Linked DNA regions of Mus musculus: regions 1 and 3 are each linked to region 2. A link is a contact called in public promoter capture Hi-C data. All regions are on one chromosome and are shown on one strand. The core of a region is the stretch at or near the end of the contact, and the rest is flanking DNA. Distances in the headings are between cores, read along the strand shown.

Evidence for each region. Promoter capture Hi-C pulls out the DNA fragments that hold promoters and counts their contacts.
Region 1: a contact with region 2 is called in a promoter capture Hi-C map of liver, with 4 times the contacts expected there. The contact joins the promoter of Tmem67 here to the promoter of Rad54b in region 2. A contact is called at or near these places in 18 of 39 promoter capture datasets (the 3T3-L1 cell line, the C10 cell line, the HPC-7 cell line and 11 more), 1 of 15 datasets of contacts at CTCF or cohesin (the NIH/3T3 cell line), 7 of 484 Hi-C or Micro-C datasets (B cells, CD4 T cells, embryonic stem cells and 3 more), 15 of 115 datasets of contacts at active chromatin or transcription factors (T-cell acute lymphoblastic leukemia, astrocytes, bone marrow-derived macrophages and 10 more) and 2 of 9 other capture datasets (adipose tissue and liver).
Region 3: a contact with region 2 is called in a promoter capture Hi-C map of hippocampal neurons, with 4 times the contacts expected there. The contact joins the promoter of Cibar1 here to the promoter of Rad54b in region 2. A contact is called at or near these places in 11 of 39 promoter capture datasets (the 3T3-L1 cell line, the C10 cell line, the HPC-7 cell line and 7 more) and 2 of 115 datasets of contacts at active chromatin or transcription factors (astrocytes and embryonic stem cells).

Annotation. Positions count from the first base shown.
Region 1 is chr4:12,086,659-12,090,761 of GRCm38.p6, reverse strand. Tmem67 (transmembrane protein 67) reads left to right here and starts at 2,805. Exons shown (of 28, transcript NM_177861.5): 1 at 2,805-3,047. The coding sequence starts at 2,825. Rbm12b2 (RNA binding motif protein 12 B2) reads right to left here and starts at 1,392. Exons shown (of 4, transcript NM_198957.2): 1 at 1,239-1,392; 2 at 1,035-1,099.
Region 2 is chr4:11,557,257-11,561,351 of GRCm38.p6, reverse strand. Rad54b (RAD54 homolog B (S. cerevisiae)) reads right to left here and starts at 2,432. Exons shown (of 15, transcript NM_001039556.3): 1 at 2,339-2,432. It overlaps LOC115489931 (predicted GPI-anchored protein 58), which reads left to right and starts at 1,533. Exons shown (of 3, transcript XM_030253962.1): 1 at 1,533-1,548; 2 at 2,060-2,509. The coding sequence starts at 1,533. Gm35693 (a long non-coding RNA gene) reads left to right here and starts at 2,526. Exons shown (of 3, transcript XR_390401.4): 1 at 2,526-2,677; 2 at 3,321-3,438; 3 at 3,699-3,900.
Region 3 is chr4:12,169,799-12,173,694 of GRCm38.p6, reverse strand. Cibar1 (CBY1 interacting BAR domain containing 1) reads left to right here and starts at 1,680. Exons shown (of 9, transcript NM_026558.5): 1 at 1,680-1,997; 2 at 2,477-2,711. The coding sequence starts at 1,765.

The sequences.
Region 1 (4,103 bases), core at 1,556-4,055, 530 kb before region 2:
TGCCATAGCAGGGTAAGGTATCATTCGCCCACAATCAGGACCGTCTAAGAGAACATCTCAGAGACTCAAAGTATACACTATTTCCTTACAATCTCCAGAAAGTCTACTGACACATCAGCCTGCTCCAAAGTCAAAGCACAAATTATCCTGTCCTAGTTTTGGATGCCATTGCACAAATATCGAACAACACAATAACCCTGTTGTTTAGTGATGCCACTGCTGTCAGGCCTCTATTGAACTGCTACGAAAAGGGAGGGGATCCTTGAAATTTCATTTAATGATAAACATAAGTTAATCAACGTTGCTAATTTTACCAAGCCATCCTTCCATTTAGATCACCTTAAATAAATGATCTTATGTGTGCATCTTTTAATCATGATGCAGAGGACATCAGTAGGCTGGACTTAAGAGCTGATTTTAACGAACATAGCCATTTTCCAGACCTGGCAAGAGAGACAAGTTTTACTATGTGCCTCCAACGTTCTTACTACCCAGTATCAAGAACCATTAAAATCCTAAATAAGAATTTTCCTTGCAGAAAATCTACCTCAGTCCACAAATATCCTCTGATAAGATCTGCCTTTTATGATGTAGATGTTTAAAATAAAAAGGCGTCATGACCACATAGGGCCATAGTTCCGGGTCAGGAACCGTTAAGTGAAGACGATTCCACAGGACACACGCTTCCCCCGTTATCCATCATCATCGATGGGGAAATCCTCCGGAGACTGCGATTCGACTTAGTCCACGCTCCGAGCCAACGATCAGAGTTTCCTTCTTTTAGCGCCAGGCCAACATCCTAGGTCGGATCTGATACTGCCCCCAGACTCGGTGCCCGACGGCTTTCAGATTAACCAGGACCGCCCAACCCGCGTTCCTTTGCGCTCCGCGGTCCTGAGGGCAAACGCACCACCCCAGCTCGCCCGAGGGGACTGGCTCCCAACCTCACCGCGCCGCTCTGCGCACCTCCAGCCCGAGAAAACCGGCCTTTCCCGCGCCGCTACCAACGTGGACATGGCAAAGAAAAGAAATACCTAGGCGCTGCTCCGAGATTTTCGCTGTCAAGATCCCAGGAAGCTCACTCGCCGCCACACGGAGGCTGACAGGAGGAAGTCGGGGGTCAGCGAGCGCCGCCCTAACCGCACCAGCCGCGCTCGCCCCCCGCCCAGCACGCCCGTGCTTCCGGCTCTCACCCCCTCCCTTGCCCCATGCCCGGCATCCTGAGAAGTGCTTCGCACCGGGCAGTCACCACACACCACACAAACGGAGAAGGGACGCTCCTCGACGCCGCAGTCTCCGCACGGCCTACCAGGCCCAACACGGCCGGAAGAAAATGGAGACCACACTCCCCTCCGGTCCGGACAAACCGATGCACCGTCTCTCTGCTCATGCGCAATCCAGGCCCAACCAGCCACCCCTTGGCGCTCTGAACGCGCGTGCGCAGACGTACTGCTTCGGTTACAGTGATTGGCGGGTGTGAGTGAGGAAGGCTGTTCTCTGCAGTGTAGTATGGTTTTGTGCATGCTCTATTTCTAGGCAATCTGTGAGCCCCTGACCCACCCCTGAAAACTTCCACTGGGGGGCGGGGATGTGAGGCAATTGTAAAATATACAAATCAAAAAGGTTTCTTTTTTTTCTTTTCATCATAATGAACCGCTTTGGAAGTGGAAAGCTGCAGAGTTTTCCATCCTCTCCTGTGATTTCTGTTAAACCTGAGAAAAACAGGGCAGTTGCATAGGCAGATAAAAGCAAGCTGTATTTACAACAGGCCTTCGGGCTGCCTTACCTAAAGTATGTATTACAGAAAGCATCCCTTCAACCTTTTATTACTGTGCTGTTAGGTGTATGTGACAATTCCCAACAATCACACTATGTGGCAGTTCTCCAGTCGGGGGTTTATTGGGATGGGAAATAGAGTTATCCTCTGGGAGAGGGAGGAGAACCAGGGACAGGGGAGAAAGGGAGAATGAGGCTTTTATTAGGCATTGTTGCGCTAACAGTCTGCAAGGCTGTGCACTTTAATAGGCAATATTCATGTATATCCAAATTTGGTTCTCAAACCAAGTGAGATGAGGTGTATATGTAGGGTGCTTTATGCACAATACAGAGAAAGTATGAAATCAAGATTCAGTAGGCAAGGTTTCTCCTAGACTTTTGTCATAAAGGTATTATATATAAAATCAATGAGGGTTTCTGTTTGTATTGCTTTGCTAAAACTCAAACTCAGGACTTGAAACAATCCCTACCCTTAGTGTTTTTTAAATAATGTAAAAACAAAGCCGGGCATGGTGGTGCACGCCTTTAATCCCAGCACTGTAGAGGCAGAGGCAGGCGGGATTTCTGAGTTCGTGGCTAGCCTGGCCTACAAAGTGAGTTCCAGGACAGCCAGGACTATACAGAGAAACCCTGTCTCGAAAATCAGAACAAAACAAACAAAAAAAGTAAAAACATAGGGCACCTCCTTTGTTGTCAAAATTAATCCCCTGGGTAAACTGTCATGTAGGTGTGATTGCCACTTTCATGAAACACTTTTAAGTGCTAAAACCATATATTTTCCATTGCTGTAGTAGTATTTCCTGACACGGTAAATTGACTGCGTCCCAGAGTTTTAAATACATTTTAAATAACCGCCCCTAATTTATTTAGCATATGTCTGATCCATTGTTTCCCGCGTGCGTGGTAACCTAGCAACCAGGCGTCGCAAGGTTGAGTTTTTTTTTTTTTTTTTTTTTTTTTTTCTGAACCCTGTTGTCCAATCAGCTCAGCGGACTCACCGAGGAGGCTGCTGGGGAGCTGGAGACTGCGGACCCAGGATATGGGTACCATGGTGACGCGTACAAGGCCTGTGGCGGCCATGGCGGTCAGATCTCGTTCTTCATCCCGGACTGGCACCGCCTACCTTCTCTTAGTTCTCTGCGAAGTCTCATGGGCACAAATCTTCTCCTTCCCTTTCCGGCGGCCTGAGACCTGCGACTTCAACCAGTACTTTGACATCTCGGCGCTCTCCTGTGCCCCCTGTGGCGCCAACCAGCGGCGGGATGCACTAGGTGAGGCGGTTTGGGGGTGGATGGACTCTGACCAAAATAAAGCACTCCTGACAGCCAGCACTCCAGACATTTTATTTGGAGAATGTTTCAGAAAATGCACAGCTATCAAACCTAAGAAAGGGTTTCCTGGGAGGATACGGCTGACACAATGAGATCAGTCACCCAGGCGCCACCACCCTACCCTCCTCCAGGAACTCATTCCCCGGAGTCAGTCTCTGGCAGGGAATCCTTAGGATGGCACCTGAAAGCCGCCTAAGAAAAGTAGAATAGAAATAGAAAAGAAATAACCTGAGGCGTCTAGTGAGGTACCCTGACAGGAAAGCAAGGGAAGAAATGTGAATTAGTAAACTCTTGTGACCATTAATTCTACTTCCAAATTCAAGATATTTAAAGCTGTTTGCAACTGTGACTATAATCAGATTTTGTAAGCAAAGGAAACTGAAACCGAGATGTTGTGACATCTGTGTGACATATACTGGAAACTAAGAGAACTCTTGTCTCTTCCTCACTTTCTTTTTTGTTTTTTGTTTTGTTTTGTTTTTCGACACAGGGTTTCTCTGTGTAGCCCTGGCTGTCCTGGAACTCTCACTTTGTAGGCCAGGCTGGCCTCGAACTCAGAAATCCGCCTGCCTCTGCCTCCTGAGTGCTGGGATTAAAGGCGTGGGCCAGGACACCTGGCTTCCCTCACTTTCTACCTCTGCATTCCCAGCGCGTGGCTTTGCATCTGTGGTTACATATTCCCTTAGGACCTGTCCCTTTTATTGTTGATGACTTCTGTTTGCTCACATTGTCCTTTTAGACTTAATTGCATCGATTGGTCTAGTTCTCCCTTAACTACTCAGAATGAGTCTTTTCCTATTTACTGAAGTCTAAAATGCTGTGAATCTCAGACTGGTTAACTCTCCTGCTTTAGGCCTGGTAGAGTCTCACTTAAGGCAGTGCGGATCACTGTGTCAGAAGATGGAGTGTGAAGAGCAAACGTGTTCTGCATTGTATTGCTTTCATGACAATGAATGAAGACGTGTGTGTTGTACATAGACTCCTACAGGTGCTGGC
Region 2 (4,095 bases), core at 1,183-3,682:
AGAGCCAATTATTAGTACCACAAATAGAATATTCCTTCTCACTTAGTCTAATATAGCAAGTCATAGTCACATTTACAAGGACACCAAAAATATTACATAATATTATTACTTGGGGCCTGTAAACTGGACTGGCAGTTAAAGGCATTTGTCACCAAGTCTGATTACCTGTTTAATCTCCAGGACTAAGGTGTGGCAAAAAGGAAGACCCAACCTCCACAAGTTGTTCTCTGACCTCTGCTGGCACATCATAGTACACACACACACCCTCACACACAAACAAAACAAGCAAATGTAAAATCGTTAACTTTAAAATTTTTTTCTTTGGGCCTATATACATAAGGTTTATATAAATAAAACAAATGAATTGTTGGGCTGGCAAGATGGCTGGCTCAGTGGGTAAAGACAAGCCTGGTGACCAAGAAGCCTGAATTCAATCTCTGGAATCCATATATGTGGTGGAAGAAGAGAACCAACTCCCACCAGTTGTCCTCTAATTTTATACATGCATCATGGCACAGGCATACCCACACACACATAGACAAACACACACACACACAACGTGTAAGTAAAATTTTAAGAAATATAAATGAATTTCATGATAAGACCAGCAAAATATGTGCTATAACATTAACACTGATTATCTCCGCATGTTAGATTAAAATGTGATTTTTATTCTGAGTTCTTTTCAAACTTCAAATTTCCCACAAAGACAATGTTATCTTTATAACAAACTACACTGGTTAAATATATCATATTTTGTTAAATCTAAAATGCCATAAATTTTCAAATATGGCATTATTTTATATCCACCATTGCATTGAAAGCTATTCTCAATTTCATTAATGTTAAAATGAAATACATTAACTATCTGATGCAAATTTTAACTCATTTAAAAGATTTGGGTGGACGTCATGCTCTGTGGTTTCTTCAAATACAAACCATCACTACAAGCACAACCTTAAAGCAAATTATGAAACTGGTGCTTTGTTGATCTAATTTGTTGATGCATTTAAAAGTAAACTACAGGGGCTGGAGAGATGGCTCAGCGGGTAAGAGCACTGACTACTCTTCCAGAGGTCCTGAGTTCAATTCCCAGCAACCACATGGTGGCTCACAACCATCTGTCATGGGATCTGATGCCCTCTTCTGGTGTGTCTGAAGACAGCTACAGTGTACATAAAATAAATCTTTTTTTTAAAAAGGTGAACTACAGAAATTAGTTTATTTCCCAAAACATATTAGCATCTTTACTAGTTTGTTTTGTTTTCTAGGACAAGGGCTCTCTATAGATCCTAGACTGGCTCTGAACTTGAGATCTTCCATCTCCGACCGGCTCTAGCTGGTTTGTAAACTAGTTTTGCTGAGACCTTTTTTACAGGCCCTAGATGTAAAGCCACTTGGCAGCTCTATTGAAATGCTGCGATTTCTGAGGCTTGTAACACGCTACGGCTGAGATTAGGTCTCCCAAGGAAAACGGCCAGCCCAGGCTGATATCTGGAGCACATCATGTTTGCCTTAATAACTGTGCACCAATGACCTTCCCAGCAGGTGATTCTGCAGTTAGCTTAAATCCGTGTCTCCTCTTGTGTCTTATTCACTCTTAATCACACTCAAGCATACGACTATGCAACGGTGAGATTAATTTAAGAATTCAGAACAAAGCTTGACACACAGTACTCAAATACTTTCTGTAATATTATTACTTATAATTACTGTTGCCTGTTTAATCCACAAAATCCTATGAAATCAGAAACAACAAAGGTCCCAGGAGAGGAAAGACAAGAGGGATTATAGAATCATAGCCAGAATCTCTGCCTTCCTCTGGACTACATGGGGAAGAGGGTGTGGCAACTTCTAGGATGCAAGAAAATAAATAAAACTCCAACAGCTAGCAACAGGCCTTGCTATTTCTGCTTTTTGGCTTCCAGCCACGTTGGGTAATAAGATTTCCATTTCATACTGTAAATTCCCCTTAGACTTTGGGACTCCAATCTACCTACCTACAAAATCCTCCATAATTAATGTAAATGGTGTGTTTTTGTTTGTTTGTTGAAACCAGGAGCGGAGAGAGGGCGAGAGAGAACTAGTGGGTGGGTAATTCGCCTAGGGGAGGTGCTAGATGGTTCCACAAGCTCTTGGCTGACACCTGATGTTCTCTGGCCCCAGGCGGCCTCGGGGGCCGTGGCCTCCGAGATCGCTCGGCCCGCAGGACCCGCCCCCCTGCCCCCTGCCCAGCCAGCGAGGGCGCTCCCGCCGCCTCGCCCAGCTCCCCGGGACCCGCGCCATCCTGCACCAGGCCCCGCACGCGCCTCCCCGGGCCTCCGCTGCAGAGACCTACCCCGCAGGCTGACCGAAATCGCGAGCGCCCCGCAGCAGGTACCAACGCCTGCCGCCGACCAGCTCGAGCTTCCCGCCTTCCTACAGCCAACCACGGGCCGGGCGCCGAGCATGCGCACCACGGCGTGCAGTGCTGGTCCCGCCCCCGACTCTGATTGGACAACCGTTGCAGGTACCTTTGCACTTCCTTTTACGTGGGTCTAGGTTTGGTTCCGGTTGACTGCTAGATCTAAAACGAACCGATTTGGTTTCAGTCTTCAGGTCCTAGCTGAGGCGATAAGCCTCACAACTTAAATCAATAAATTAGGATTCGGATCATAGAAGTGTGTGCACCACTGAGGTACACGAAATCCTGTTACTCAAGTGACACTGAGCTACAGTAGTTGCAGCCCCTGTTTTACAAGCCCTTTTAAGGTCTAGGAGTATAAAAACAGATGCGTGATTATTGGACTCTCGTGAAAAGGAGAAGAGCTCCTTTAAACTTAAAAAAAAAAAGACACTATCTTAAAGTATTGTAGACAAGGTCTTGATAGACAAAGTCTTGCTGATCCTTCTGCTCTAAGAATTCTGGAGATAGATCCTTTGAAAAGAGAGAGTGGTTAAAGGTCATTCACTAGATTTTATACACGTTTGACAATTAAAATGCATCCTGTTCTGGTGTCTCTGGACACTGCACACATGAAGTACACCAACTTAAGTGCCTGCAAAACACCCATAGACATAAAACTTAAGTAGACCCTTCCTCCGAAAACAAGGTTTTTTAGAAACCTTTGACCAGTCTAACTTCAGAAGCCACCAGTGTTGTATATGACCGTTGTAAGATATTTAGTGATTTTTTTCTCTTAAGATGCACACACTCACACACACTCACTCACACAATTAGCGATGCAGTTTCTATTAAAGCCTTGCTTAAATCTACATTAACATCTCTTAACTCAAATTTGGCTTCCCACTGACTTCTGAAATTATTTTCTTTGGCAAAGTTAAGAAGCACAGCCTCATCTGAGCAGAGGTCTCTGGTGAGACCCCTCCGGCCGCTGCAGGTGGAAAGCTGTTGTTTGCTGCTACTATGGTGCCTCTCTTTCCACGGGGTGAAGTCAGGTATGCTGGCACACACTTATAATCCCAACACTCAGGAGGTTAAGGCAGAAGGATCACCATAAGAGAGCAGCCTGGGCTACATAGCAAGACTGTCTCAAAAAGCAAACAGGCAGACACATAAATAAGTAAATAGTCTTGTTAAAATGACATAGACACAAAAATTCTACGCATTAATGGGCACCATGAGACGCTTTTACTTGTGTATGTATTGTAATCAAGGTAAACACACCTACCGCTTTAAATTCTTATTTTTTTTTTAGGGTGAAAACTTTGGAAACCCTTCCTTCTGGCTTTTTGAGATATACTGTACAACTCTCTCTGCAGTCACCCTGCTATGCAACCTCGTGCTAAAATTCTTCTAGCTTTCTGAGTGTGAACTAAAGTTTCTTCTTCATAGTTAGCATTTCACTTCATCTGAAAAGCTACAGGTACAAAGATTAAATATGGACATTTTTCTATGGCTTATTTGTATCTCATGTGCACTGCTGCTTTGCCTGCATACATGCCTGTGTGAGGGTGTCAGAAGCCCTGGAACTGGAGTCACTGACAGGTGTGAGGTACCATGTGGGTGCTGGCAATTAAACCCAGGTTCTCTGCAAGAGCAGCCAGTGCTCTTAACTGCTGAGCCATCTCTCTAGCCCCTTTATAAACATTTAA
Region 3 (3,896 bases), core at 431-2,930, 610 kb before region 2:
CTGCTCTCTAAATGTCCACACCTCTCACCATACATTAAAGAGCAAACCAAGCCTCTGCGTCATGTACTCTTTGAGAACACTCAAACCATATTCAAATTGGCCAGTTCTGCTTCAGCCTTCAGGGTACTCAGGCACTGTTTTGCACTAGGCTGGATTGGAAAAAATGAAGAATCACCAGACAGGGTGGGTCCTGGGTCTGCAGGAACTCTGTTGGCTGGACGTTTTTCCAGAGTTACAGCTCTCTTTATTTGAGGAAAATAAGGGCTATATAAACCTTGGGTAGTGGGTAGGTATTTTTCAGGGTGAGTGTACATTATTGGTTGGTACTGAGGTACTGGGAATGCTTCATCTGCATGAAGAGGAATTCCAGGTGCTTAAGCCTGTAATGTAGCCACCAGGCTATGTGACTACCTCAATGGTGGTAGAGGTGTGGGTCACAAGGATACATGCACTACCATGGCATGCAGGCCCAGAACAAGGAGGGAGCAATTCTTACTCCTACTGGTCTTAAGATGAGCTTTTAGGGGGTGGGGTTGGACACATCTGGCTCCCTACCTCCCAATTGCAGAACTTATTTGCTCAGCACCATAGCATTTAGTGAAATTATACTGCTAGTAACAGACTCGCCACCTGGAAAGGCAGGAAAGAACCTAGCTGAACAGAACCAAAGAAGAACCATCTGTGTCGTTTACAGAATCCTAAACTGACTAGTGGAGTTGTGGAAGCCACTAGGCCTTATAATTTGTTTATACAACGAAACCTGACACGGTAGCACATTTCTGGGCTGTGTTATATGTGTTTGACTGTTTGGCTAGCTTTATCATTCCACCAAGGCTGTGAGCACTGTAAGAGCAAAGACTTTATTCTCAGAAATTATGGGCATTTGAGAAGTAGACAAAGCTTGAAGTTGGACCCCAAGTTCACTCGGAAGAGAAGACTCCCTCTCAGAAGCTAGAGGAAGGCTCTGGGTTATCTGTGACTCTTCCAATTGGGGAACCTTCATTCAGGCCCATACCTCGACTGGGTCTAACAATCTTTTTCACAAAGTAGAAACTCAGTTACCTGCAAGAGGGGGAACAGATGGCATTAAAGACCAGTAAAGATGAGGGAGTAAGCACTGGTGTGCTTTTTTTTCTGTTTCTGTTTTGTTGTTACTGTTCTTATTTTTATTGTTGTTATTGTTGTTTGTTTGTTTCTGTTTGGTTAATTTGACCAAAGTTAGAGTTACCCGAGAAGAGGGAACATTCAGAAAATGTCCCTATCAGATTGACCTGTAGGCTGTTTTCTTGATTGATGATTGACATGGAAGGGTAGACAGTATTGCCCCTGTGCAAGAGGTCCTGGGGTATATAAGAAAGTCAATCAAATAGGCCAGCCAGCAGTGTTGCTACATGGCCTCTGCTTCAATTCCTGCCTCCAGGTTCCTGCCCTGAGTTCCTTAAAGAACTGTGACTTGGGATATGTCAGCCAAAGAAATCCTTTCCTCCTCAACTTGATTTTTGTCGGGGTCTCATCACAGCTATAGAAATCTAACTTATAGAGCGGTTCTTTTCCAAAGGCAGCTTCCACGAGCCCACACGTTGTCTCATTCAACAGAGAAGCACAGGGACAAGCTTCGCATTAAGTCTGAACCCCGTTCACCTTTATTTTCCTGTACCCCTTCCGGTTGCTGGTGGGTTGGTTTTCCTCCTTCGCTCCCAGAAGCCTGGGAGGGCTAGAGAGCTGCAGGAGCTGAAGGAGGATGCTTGGTGTTCCCTCTGCCCCATGCCCTCTGGTCTCCCTTGCCCTGCTCTTGACCGCCGGGGCGCGCGCCGCGTCGCCACGGAAACGCCGGGCAGGCGGGGCGGCGCGCACTGCGCGCTCTCAGCTCCCGGTAGAAGTGGCGGCGTCGCCTGCTCCCGCGCGCCCTGGCGGCCCGGAGCCGCGCTCGTTGGGCTCCCATCCTGGGTCCCGGGCGGCGGGAAAGGCAAGATGTTGAGGCGCAATCTGGATGAGCGGTAACCGCCGGGGCCTCGTCGTGCAGGCTGCCCGAAGGAAAGGGCCGGGTGGGAGAGAGGAGCCGGGCCGAGGGCCTGGAAGCCGGTTGGGGCGGGAGGAGGCCGCACGGTCCCCGTGGCGCTCTGCAGTCCGTCCACCCGGATGAGGCGAGTGCCGGGCCGAGAGAGTCTCCCGGCCGATCGGTCCCCCTGAGCTGGGCCGGGCCCTGCCGCGGTACAGAGCCCGGGAGGCCGCAGGTGCCCAGGCCGCAGCAGCGCCGCCCCTTCTCGGCCCACCAGGCCCGGGCCCTTTCCCGGGCCTGCAAGGTTCTAGGCAGGACCAGAGCCTGCGTGAGGTCCTAGAGAAGGCGCGGGCCTCTGGAAGAGTTGGGAATGTTGCCCTTCAGGGCTTTAGGGAGGCCCGGGAATGTTTGCACGTAAAATTAACGGGGCACCTTCTTACTGTTTTAAGAACAGTGTTCTGTGTCTCCTTTTTCTAGAGATGCTCAAACAAAACAACTGCAGGATGCTGTCACAAATGTGGAGAAGCATTTTGGAGAGCTTTGCCAAATCTTTGCTGCTTATGTACGGAAAACTGCCAGGCTTCGAGACAAAGCCGACCTCCTAGTGAACGAAATCAACCTGTATGCCTCTACCGAGACACCAAATTTAAAGCAGGGTCTGAAAGACTTTGCTGATGAGTTTGCCAAACTTCAAGATTATCGCCAGGCAGAGGTATGAAGTGAGGTTCTGGTGTCATAGCCAAATTCCTACAAAGTGTGTAAAAATTGTGGACTTTTCGTTGTAACCTACCCAGCAGTGGTGAATGTACCCTTGATAAATGCCTTTCCTGTCTGTAACAGTGTGGGTTCGCTATATGGAACCTTTCTGTGACCTGATAGCTTTCAAACTAAACGTCAGGTGTGGTTGAAGTCTGAGTTTACCACTGCATTTGCCAACAGGGTAACAGGGAACATGCATCCAGAAAAGGTAACCTATATAGCAGTCGTGCAGAAGAAAAGCACCTGTATGGCCTGTGTGGGCCAAGTGCGTTTTAAAGAATGACTAGAAATGGAAATGCTGAAAATGACAAAATCACAAAGTACTAATAAATGGGCTACACGTTGCTGATTTTCCCATGGTTTGAAAGTCGAACGAAATCGGAAAGCTATGATTTATAACACAAGTGATACAGCTGAGAGGCTGGCTGTGTGTTTGCTTTGAGTGACCAGAGCTTTGCTCTTGGGAGATCTTTCTAAAATACAGTCTTTTCTTAATACTGCATAAGCGTTTTCACTTACTTCTTATAGGTACCAGTTAACATAGTTGGCTCGTTCAAATTCCATTGCTTTTTTTTTTACTTTTGTAACAAGCCCCATTGATCTTTCTTATGCTTAAAGCCTAAAACAAATTTTCACTTACTGAAAATTAAAAAGAGAAATAATCTATGAAGTTATCATCATCATGTATATAAAACTCGAATACTAATCCCCTGGGGATAACTATAAGAAAAATGTTGAGTTCTTGGCATACATTTCTTCTATAACAAGAAATACTCAGTTATACATGGTAACTGGAGATGTAATGTTTCAGAAATAGTTTTTATTCACAGATAATCCTAAAGTCCTATTTTACCAATAAGTTCCCCTTTCTAGAAAAATTTTATGCTAGTTATCAAATAGCAAAGTGGATTGATTTGCGTTTGCTCTGCTCTGTTTCCCTGCTTACCAAATGGTGGAGATGCTAATGAACATGGCAAAGGTAGGCAAGGGAAAGACAAGGGAAGCTGTTAGGACAGACACGGATAGACCTCACAGTGTGTGGTAGTAGAGCTGGTGGACATTAGACTGGCCCGAGGAGTCATAACATTGATCTTAAAATTCTGAAATTTAAATGATTATTTTTTACATTTTCCAAAAC